Regions from separate parts of the Anas platyrhynchos genome. Here region 2 is linked to region 1. A link is a contact called in public Hi-C data. All regions are on one chromosome and are shown on one strand. Each heading gives the region's core, a stretch centred on a gene start, on an enhancer-like site or on the middle of the called end of the contact. The rest is flanking DNA. Distances are from core to core; before and after follow the strand shown. Region 1 holds the start of NTN3 (netrin 3). Region 2 has its middle 26 kb from the start of NME3.

The links. A called contact is a pair of places that touch in the nucleus more often than the background predicts.
Region 2: a contact with region 1 is called in a Hi-C map of F1 follicle, with 3 times the contacts expected there. The contact joins the enhancer-like site here to the promoter of NTN3 in region 1. A contact is called at or near these places in 6 of 8 Hi-C or Micro-C datasets (F1 follicle, liver, skeletal muscle and 2 more).

The regions. Positions count from the first base shown.
Region 1 is chr15:7,771,829-7,776,481 of IASCAAS_PekinDuck_T2T, forward strand. It overlaps NTN3 (netrin 3), which reads left to right and starts at 2,049. Exons shown (of 7, transcript XM_072023812.1): 1 at 2,049-2,163.
Region 2 is chr15:7,858,638-7,863,200 of IASCAAS_PekinDuck_T2T, forward strand. No RefSeq gene overlaps it. Among named protein-coding and RNA genes, the nearest start is that of NME3, 26 kb to the right of the region's middle. Within about 2 kb of position 1,689, at least 3 of the 8 cell types and tissues checked have an H3K27ac peak or open chromatin away from gene starts, as enhancers often do. A contact at or near this core is called in F1 follicle and small yellow follicle, where this site is marked.

The sequences.
Region 1 (4,653 bases), core at 799-3,298:
AGGGGAGGTGTCTCTGCCAGGAGGCTGAGGCAGGTGGAGGGCAGAGCATCCTTCAGACGGTAAATGGAAGAGAAAGGAGGGAAGCGCGAGGACTGTGAAACCACCCCGAGGACAAGCTGGTGGCTACACCAGGATGCTCTTCTCTCGGGGGGGTCCCGGCACGGCCGGCACCAGCAGGGGGCAAGCGAGCGCCGCGCATCGCCGCCAGCCCCGGAGCCCCCCCCCGCTGCTCGCTCCCGCTGCAGGTTCCCCGGCGGCTGGATCGGGGGTGCGGGATGCCAGCCCCGAGCAGAGCCGCAGGGACTGCTCCGGCCTCCTGTGCGTGCCCCTGTCCCCCCCCAGCAGCCCCTCGCCAAGAGGGAAGCCTGCCTGGCACGTGGGGAGCAGGGGCTGGATGCTCACGCAGGGCAAGAGCGGTGAAATTTGGGGGGCCACAGGTCCCCGCAGGAAGCAGGGTGTTGGGGACAATGTGCTGCTTTCACCTGCTTCTCCTCCCAGCCCTCCTGCCTGCCTGTCTGAGCAGGGGGTGGCACTGTGTGGGGGGCACTGCTAGGCTGGTGGGTACCCTGCCCTGGTGACACTGGCCTGCTGAGGGACAGACACCAGCACCCAGCAGGGCCCAGCTCCTGCTACAGCAAATCTCCAGCCCCTGCTGACATCCTCAGCACCTCGTGCGCCAAGCCCAGATCCACGTTTTTCTCTTGAGCTCCTTGTGCATTGCTGGAAAGAGGTGATGGAAATGGGGAGCAGTGGAAACGGGGAGCCAGATTCTGTCTTTCTCAGCTGGGCTTTTGCTGATGAGAAGTCTGTTTACACCAGTTCCAGGACTCCCCATACGGTGACCAGTCCCTCTAATGTCACTCGTGACACCCCAGGACAAGGGGTTTGACATCTTCCTCTGAGCATGGAAACTGTGGGAGCTGATGCAGCCCCCGGCTCAGCACCACCCTGTGGCAGCCAGGCCATGCTGGCTCAGCATCGTGGCTCATGTCCGTGATAGTCCTTGTGCTTTCTGGTGGGGAAAATGCCCCCAGGTCAGTCACTGGGACAATTCCAGCTTTGTGGCACCACAGGATCTTGGAGCTGTACCCCTCCCGCCCCCTTTCCTTGGCCATCCCATCCCACTCTGCTTTCAGGCCCATGCACAAAATCCTGCACTTTCCTGAAAATCACGGGCCTCGCTCTGCACCATGCTCACATCTGGCCCACGTGCAAGGCAAACGTGCGGGCTGGCCCTGCATTTGCCTCCCCCTCCAGCATCTGCATTTGGGCTGCGCAGCTTGTGGCTTGGCCTCCTGGCTGTCAAAGTGCTTGAAAGAGATGATGGAGCTACAGCACACCCGTGGCATCTGACTTCAGGAGCTGAGTTTCCCTACCCATCTCCCAGCTCTCCCCTTCCCTGTCACCTGGTGGCTTTCCCGTTGTTTGTGCCTGTCCCCGCCGCTGGAGCTGGGGAAATGCATTTTGCGCATCAAGGCTGCGCGAGCTGCAAACAGCATTTCCCTCGGGCCTTGTGGCCAGCTGGGGTCTCCTCCTCCAGCAAGCATCTGCCAGCCCAGCAGGGGAGAGCAACCCTGCAACCTGCTTCCCCGAAGCAACAGGATGTGGCTAACCAGGTCCTGCGGGAGCGGGCGAGGAGGGCTGGGGGGGGGCTTGCACAGGTGGTCCGTGCCCTGAGTGCAGCGGGTGGGCAGCTCCAGCGCCGCATTGGCACCTTGCCCTCCCCTCCACCTCCCCTGCTCTCTCCTCAAGCCCTTGCCTTCGCTGCAAGGACATCTGCGGGCGGGATGTGGGGCTGTGAGCCTGGGGGCTGTGCCGCAGAGGGGCAGCTAAGCAGGGGGGGGAGATCCAGATCCAGGTTTTCTGCTCCCCTCCTCTGCCTCACACAAATGCTGATTAAGTTCGTTTCACTTTCCTCCCCCCCCTCTCCAGGACTCCTGGAGCCAGCTTGAACGCAGGTGGCCCTGGGGCTGGCTGGGGGGCAGGCAGCTCCTGGGGAAGCCTGGGGGCAGCTGTCCCGGGCTCTGGAGATGCCCCCGTTTCGCCTGCCTCCTGCCCGAGCATCGCAGGCCAAGTCCAGCCTTGGTGCAGCAACACGTGAAAAGCCCCCGCATCACGGGATGGAGCCGATCCTGTAAGAGGGGGCTGCTCACTCCCCGCCTGGTAAATCCCTCTTTTCTTCTGCTCTGGGAAGCAGGGGAAGGATTAGCAGCCACCTTCCTTGCGGCACCAGCTGAGCCCTCGGCTGCCGGGGCTGCTCGCTCCCCGCTCTCAGCCGGGTCGGAGGGCACGACGAGCAGGGCCAGGCGATGGGCACAGCTCGGGCACAGCCCTCTCCCATGCTCAGTTCAGCGTTGGGGGGTTCTCAGGGCTCCGGGGGGCAAGCAGCGCTGCCACCCACCTGCCCCGCTTCGGGCCGGGCAGCGAGCGGCTCGGTGCCCCGACGGGGAGGGCGCTGCGCTCCTTCCCTTCTCTTCCCTTGCCTTCTCTTCTCTTCCTTTCCCTTCCTTCCCTTCCCTTCCGCTCCCTTCTCTCCCCTGCCCGCTCCGCTCCCCGCCCGGCCCCTTCCCGGCCCGCTGCGCTGCGCTGCGCTCCCGGCGGGGCGGCCGCGGCCGCGGGAGGGCGGAGGCAGGGCTGGCAGCGGCGCGGCGGGCGGCGCACACACGCACACACACCTCCCTGCATGTGATTAAATGGCTCGAAATCTGCTTCTGATTTCCTCGGGGAGGTGACTTTTCCCTTCTTTTCAACCCGGGATTTATTGGAGCCTTTTTACTCCGCTTCCAGGCAGCGGCCGGGGCTCAGTTTCTCCACTTCTAGATTATTTCTTTTTTTTTTTTTGTAATTATTTTTTTTTGTTCCTTTTCCTCTCGTTTTCTCCCTTCCCTCCTTCCCTGCCGCCTCCCGCAGCCGGAGCAGACACGGGCAGTGCGGCGGAGCGGGCGGGCGCTGGGGACCCGCCCGCACCGCCGGAGCAGCACTCCCGCTTGGCACAATTTCCCTTTATTTTGCTTTCTCTCGTTTTATTTCCTGGCGAATTGTTACTATTGCATTTTCTTTATTTTTTTTTTCCCTACCCTCCTTTTTTTTTTTATTCTTTTCTTTTTTTTTTTTCTCTTTTTTTTTTCCTGTTGCCATCAGCCAAGGGAAGGGGGAGCGGCCCCCGCTCCCTGCCGCCCGCGCTGCTGCGGCGGCCCCGGCTCCTGTCGCCGCCGCGACCCCCGGACCTGCCACCGGACCGAGCCCGCTACCTGCCCGGCCGCGGTAAGCTGCTCCTCCAACTTCCCGGCACGGCTGCCCCCGCCGAGCAGCTTCCCTTCCCACCGCTCCCTCCCTCGCTGCCTTTTATTCCTCCCTCTCCCCCCCACACCACCCCAACCCCCCCCACCCGCCCTTTTTTTTTCCCGTTTCATCCTTTCGAGCCGGGCTCCGGGCTCGCCAAAAAACGGGACGGAGCCGGGGAAGGGGGTGTGTGTGTGTGTGTGTTTGGGGGGGGTGCCTCCCGCAGCTCCGGGCTCAAAGCTCCGGGCGCTTTGTCCCGGCCCGGCTCGGCCCCGCTCGCTGCCGTTACCCTGGGCGGGGGGCCAGGGGGGGTGCGCGGCGCTGCACGAAGTCCCACAGCCGAGCTGCTCGGGGGGGGGGCTCAGCCGAGCCAGGCTGCCGAGGTGCCAGCCCCGGGGTGGGGGGCGCACGGGGCAGGCACCAGGCGGCCCCGCACCTCGGCTCTGCCCCATCCCAGTGCGGCCACCTCCGGGGCACCCCTGTGCGGGAGGGGGGCTTCCCCCCAGGGAGCGCTCCCCCCGCTCAGCCCCATCGCTTTGAGGGCACCCCAGGCTGCGTGAGACCCCCCTGGGCACCCCCGCACCGTGGCTGGTGTGTGAGCGGGACGTGGGGCAGGGAGAGGGGATGGGAAGCCCGGCTGCGTTTGGTGGGTTTGCCTTTCTGCCTCGGAAATCCTGCTGAAACCTCGTTTCTTCAAAATTCTGTCCCTCCCCTGGCTTCCCCGCCGGAGAGTGGGCGGATGGAAATACCTTTACGGGGGGGAAGGACCAAGTGCCGTGCTGCGGGACGTGGTGCTCAGCAGTCCCCCACAGCCCGGCTCTCAGCATGGAGAGCTGGGTGGGTGAGGAAGGCCCTGGGCAGGAGCAGGGGCAACACGGACGTCCTGCGGCACAGTGGGGCAGTGCCTGTGTGTGCATTCAGCTGGGGATGTGCCCAAGCAGTAGATGAGACAAGAGCCAGGCTGTGGGACCCGTAGCCGGGCTCAGATGACACCAAGGCCAGACCTGGACATGCAAACCCCGGACGGCTGGAGGTGACACCCGTCCTTCTGCTCCCCCACAACCCACAAAGCCTCCCGCTCTCCGAGGGATCGGCGTGCCCTGTAAGCAGTGCAGTGGGGAAGTGGCCTGAGCCGTGCTTCAAACATTCCCTTCAAGGTGGCTGGTTGGATGGTGGGCACCTTTATTTTCTGCAGTATTCCCTCTATAAAACAGAGGGAGCTGCTGTGCTTTTCTGACCGCCCGGTGGAGCGAGCTGGCGAGGGGACAGGAGGTCCTGCAGTCCCGGTGCTGGGTGCACGGTGGGCTGCAGGGGTCCCAGCCCCACGGCAGAGGTGCTGGTGGGCGCAAGCAGGAGGAGGAAGGCGAGGTA
Region 2 (4,563 bases), core at 439-2,938, 86 kb after region 1:
CCAGGCAGCCCTTGGTGGCTCAGCAGGAGGCTCCTCTGAAGCAGCTCCTCGCTGCAAGCTTTTACTCGCTTCCCTCTGCCCTGGGACTGTCCAATTTCTTTCCAGCAATTGATCCATCACCTTGTCTTCTCAGCACATGTGCGGGCACAGGAGGACCCTGAGCCCTGCTTGGACGGACAAAAAACCACTTTGCTGAGCCGGTCTCATCAGCACAAGGCAGCTCATTGATCAGAGCGCGGAGGCACGGGGCTGGAGGCCAGTGCTGCCAGCAGCAAAGCAGGGCTGCAGAGAGGTGTTAGCTCTGTCTGCTTGTCCCACACCTCTCCCTGGGGCCAGCCCGGCTGAAGGCATTGTGCTCCCAGCACGGGAGGTGCTGGTAGAGCTGGGACCTGTGTGCGGGGCTGCTCCCAGCAGCTGTGGGTGGCACTGGGAAGAGCTGCTGTGACAAGGGGCGATTGTGTTGTCTCCTTCTTTCAGCCATGGATGCCCTTGGGCCCAAATGGAAAGGGTTTGGGTAATGTAAGGACATCATCCTATCATCCTTCCCTGGGGCAGGATGTGTGTGCAGGTGTGCAGTCAAAAAAAACAAGGAAGGATCCCAATGAGCACCACAAACCTTTGTGGTCCAGCATGGCCTGCAGCCCACACGTGGGGCAGAGGGAAGGTGTTTCCTTCAGCAACACCCATACCTCAACAGCAACACTTCAGTGCCCCCATTTCCCAACGTCCTGCAAAATGTGTTCATGCACGGATCACTCTCAGCCTCAGGAGGCAGGGGTGCACACAGCCACCAAGAAAGACTTTCAGGTTGGTGCTGCAGCCAAAATCTGATGGTGTCTGGGTGTCTAGGCCTGCCCCGATGAGACAGCGAGCACATACCATCATCTCCAGCAGGCCGAGATCCCAGGAGCAGCTTTACAAAGGAAAACATCTGAAGGCTCAATACTGTGCTGCTCAGCCCCTGGACACATCCCCGCTGTCCTGCCTGCTTCTTAACCACCCCTGCTCTCCAGGCCAGCTTCTCCACGGGAGCACAAGCAGCAGTGTTATGCCCCTGAATAATTTGTCCCCTGAGCACCCAGTTCCCTGAACCCATCTCCTGTTAAAAGACTTGCTGCACATCTCTTTGACTCAGCCACCCCTGTGCGCATCACACAGCTCCCACGTGCCGTGGCACCTATCCACGTGCACCCCCCGGTAGAGGGGCAATTCACACTTGGGAGGAGAGAAACCCAGATGGAAAAGCACCTGGCACGATTATGCCCACATGCTCAAAATCACCTGCATTAACAACCTCTCCTTGGCAAGTGGGTGTCGGGCAGGGGTGTCTCAGGGTGCTGGGCAGACAGTTTTGGAGTATCAGGAGCGTGGAGATGCTGTGCTGGGGATCCAGCAGCTCCTGCAGGCTCTGTGGGGGTTACAGCCTGCTCACTTGCTCATGCTTTCTGTATTCTGACTCCCTTTTCAAATTTTTGCAGTTCTTTGTCTAGAACCACCTTCACTGCTCTCAGCACTGAGCTTTCTTCCCAACTCAACTGTAACTTGCTTTGTTTTGTTCCGTTTATCTTTCCAAGGACGCTTTGCCTGGTTTTCCTTATCTCGCCTGTTCTTCTTAGAGAGCCTTGAATCGCAGCAGAGCAGCCCCGCTGCTCACTGTTTTTGTGGTTTATGATGTGATATTTGTGCTAACCGTCACCCACGCCAACTACAGGCTGCCTGACCTGCCCTGTCCCTCGCTGAGTGCTGTGGGAAGGGCAGCTGGGCACACAGAAGGGAAGGGAACAGTGACCTTGCCTAATCCCATAGATCAGGCACAGTTTATTGACGTAGGATGAAGAACCAAAGCACAGCACCGTGCTGCAGGACTGGGCTAGCCTTCATCTTCTACTTTACTGCCACAAACTGAAATTCCATATAGCCAGGAAAGCTGAGCAGCCCAGAAACAGTTTGGGTCACCTCTCCCATCGTGTCTGTCCTCTGCTGGTTGGAGTCCAGTGGGAAGTGTGCTCTGCAGTCTCAGGCCAGCTGCTGCAAATCAGCATCTGCTGACTGCTTCCAATGGCATAGAAATAGTTTACACCAAGAGAAGATCCTGTCCAGGAACCAGGAAGCATTGTTCTCATTACCTCGGCAATGCTTTCGGTTGCAAGCTGTCCAACGGGGAATGGTGGAGCTGGCTGTTTCGGTCTGGTTTGCGACAGAAATGAAACTTATGCAATCACTCTATTTATGTCTCTTCATCTATCCCCAGCAGCTCGGGAGCCCGCTGACCTGTTTCACCCAAATCTGACACAGAGGCCAAGAGCCATAAAACACAGTGGATAACACTGAGAAATGACCGAGAACACCAGGATGTGACGCAGAGAAGTAGCCCCCTTTCTTGGGAGAGCAGCGCCCAAGAAGGGCAGGTAGCATTAAGCACATCTAGGCCCCAGAACAGGAGGAAGGGCCACGATTTCCTTACCCTTTCAGGCAGGTTTCACAGATCACTTTTCTCCACTCAGAACACAATCCAGGGGAAACAACTGATGTCAGTGACTGACACCATAGCGCTTGAGCTGCTCAGAGGAAGAAGCACAAAAATAATACACGTTCAGTATTTATCTAACACTGGCCAAGGGCAAAGTCAACAAACAGCCTTGGGATCTCTCAGGAGACTCGAAGCCAACAGTCCCAGCCTGCTCAGAATGGACACGGGACGCATTGACTTTGGCAGCGCTGGCTGCTGCATGCTGTCACATCAACAAACATCCCCGCACGGCTATCTGAAGGAGGCGAACAGTCGTGGGATGCGGAGGGGGACGTTGTTTGCTAGGCAGAAACAAAGGAGAGAGAAAAATCAGTCTTATAAATAATACCACTCCACCTTACAATGTGCCCATTAATAATGAAAAGGAGGAGCACGGCCAGGGGAGGCTGTCCCAGATGCTGCCCAGAAGATGCAGCAGTGCTGATGTGCTGTGCACAGCTAACAAGGTGGCACTGCTGATGTGCTCCCACCACCCTTGCTACTGCTCTGCAATTCAGTGTGGACCTCTGCAGTTACTCCTCTCGCAGAACACAGTCCCCTTGCTAGCTAGCACAGAGAGGGATGCAGCTTCGTGCCAGGCTGTGCCTGGAGAGCTAACCTGGGGCAGGGATCCTCCAAGAGGGTGCCTCCTCTCAGACACAGCCGCCTTCCACACATTGGGCTGGTACAGTAGCTTACATGTGGCTCCTGGCAGTGCTGCTACTGCAGGAAATCCACAAACATGAAACTAGGGTTCGCAGTGCAAATTCCACTCGCTCTGAGATGTGAGAAGTCCGAAACAGTCCCTTCAGCTGCTTACATTGAGAAAGGAGGCTTGTTTCCATCATCTCCAGAGAGAGAGAGGCTGCCTGAAATGCAATCAAGGAGCAAACGAGCAGCCCAGGCAGCAGGGAAAAGGCAGGCCATCAGCCTTGAAATGCACATCACAGCATAAAATAGATGACAGCTTGTGAAGGTCCCTCTGAATAGCAGCTGTGCCCTCCAGTGTATCAACTGTTTGCCCTCAATCTGCTATCAACCATAAGCTTACTGAGAGTGCACTCTGAGTCATTAATAAAGACACTAAACGATACTGGCCCCAGCATCAAAATAAGTGTTGAGTCCCTCTGCCTTTTCCACATCCTGATTCTCAGTCCTCTACCCCAGGAAGCAGCAAGTCCACACCTTGCTCAGCCTTCATTTGGCTGCTGAGATGCTCAGAGCCCCTTCTCTGCTCACTTCACATCTGCTAGCTCCAACACTGGAGCTGCTCCCTGCCCACGATGCTGCTGTTTCAGTGGATCCAGGGTGAAAAAGAAGGCAAAGCCGTGGCCCAATCCATCTAGGGGGAATCAAGGGTGAAATTCCCCCCTTCCCCGAACAGCTAAGCGGTACATGAGCCACAGAACCATTTTAAGAGCAACAATGCCCCCTGCCTGTCTCCATCCCAGTGCTCTCTTTCCACTCCATTTTCTGGCTGCTAATTTAGACCTGATTTAGGTCTCTCCCTTCTCTCATACCACCGCCAGGACATGCAGCTCCAGGTTTAGGGGTGATGGAACTTCCAGGGCTGAATTCTGCTTTGATGTGGTATGGAGGAAATGTGGCTTCAGAAAATTTTCATCTGTACAGCCCCAGCCAGGCCTCCCTCATGGACAAACCAGGTCGCTTTCAGAGGAGCATCCAAAAACTCATTTTCTTCTGTTTTCAATTGAACGATCCATACTAGTAACTTCATCTTGCCTCTCCTTTAAACTCCTTCACCTCTTCCAAACTCCCACTGTGCCAGAGAGGGGATATTGCCCAGATCTTCCCATGGAGCTGACTGGGGTGCTCCACATCTTCTGGCTGTCCCAGGACTGCACCTTGTCTTGGCTCACTGCTTTCTCCGAGAGGAGGGAAGAAGCAAAGATGGAGAGGTGGGTCATGGTGATGAAGGAGGCCTGCTGGGCAGGAAAAGGATGGGCGTTTGTGGTGACGGGTGATATATTCCAAGCCATGTCCAGCACCCCCTGGGGGAGCTGGCTGCCCAAGTTCCCTTGGCCATGAAGAGG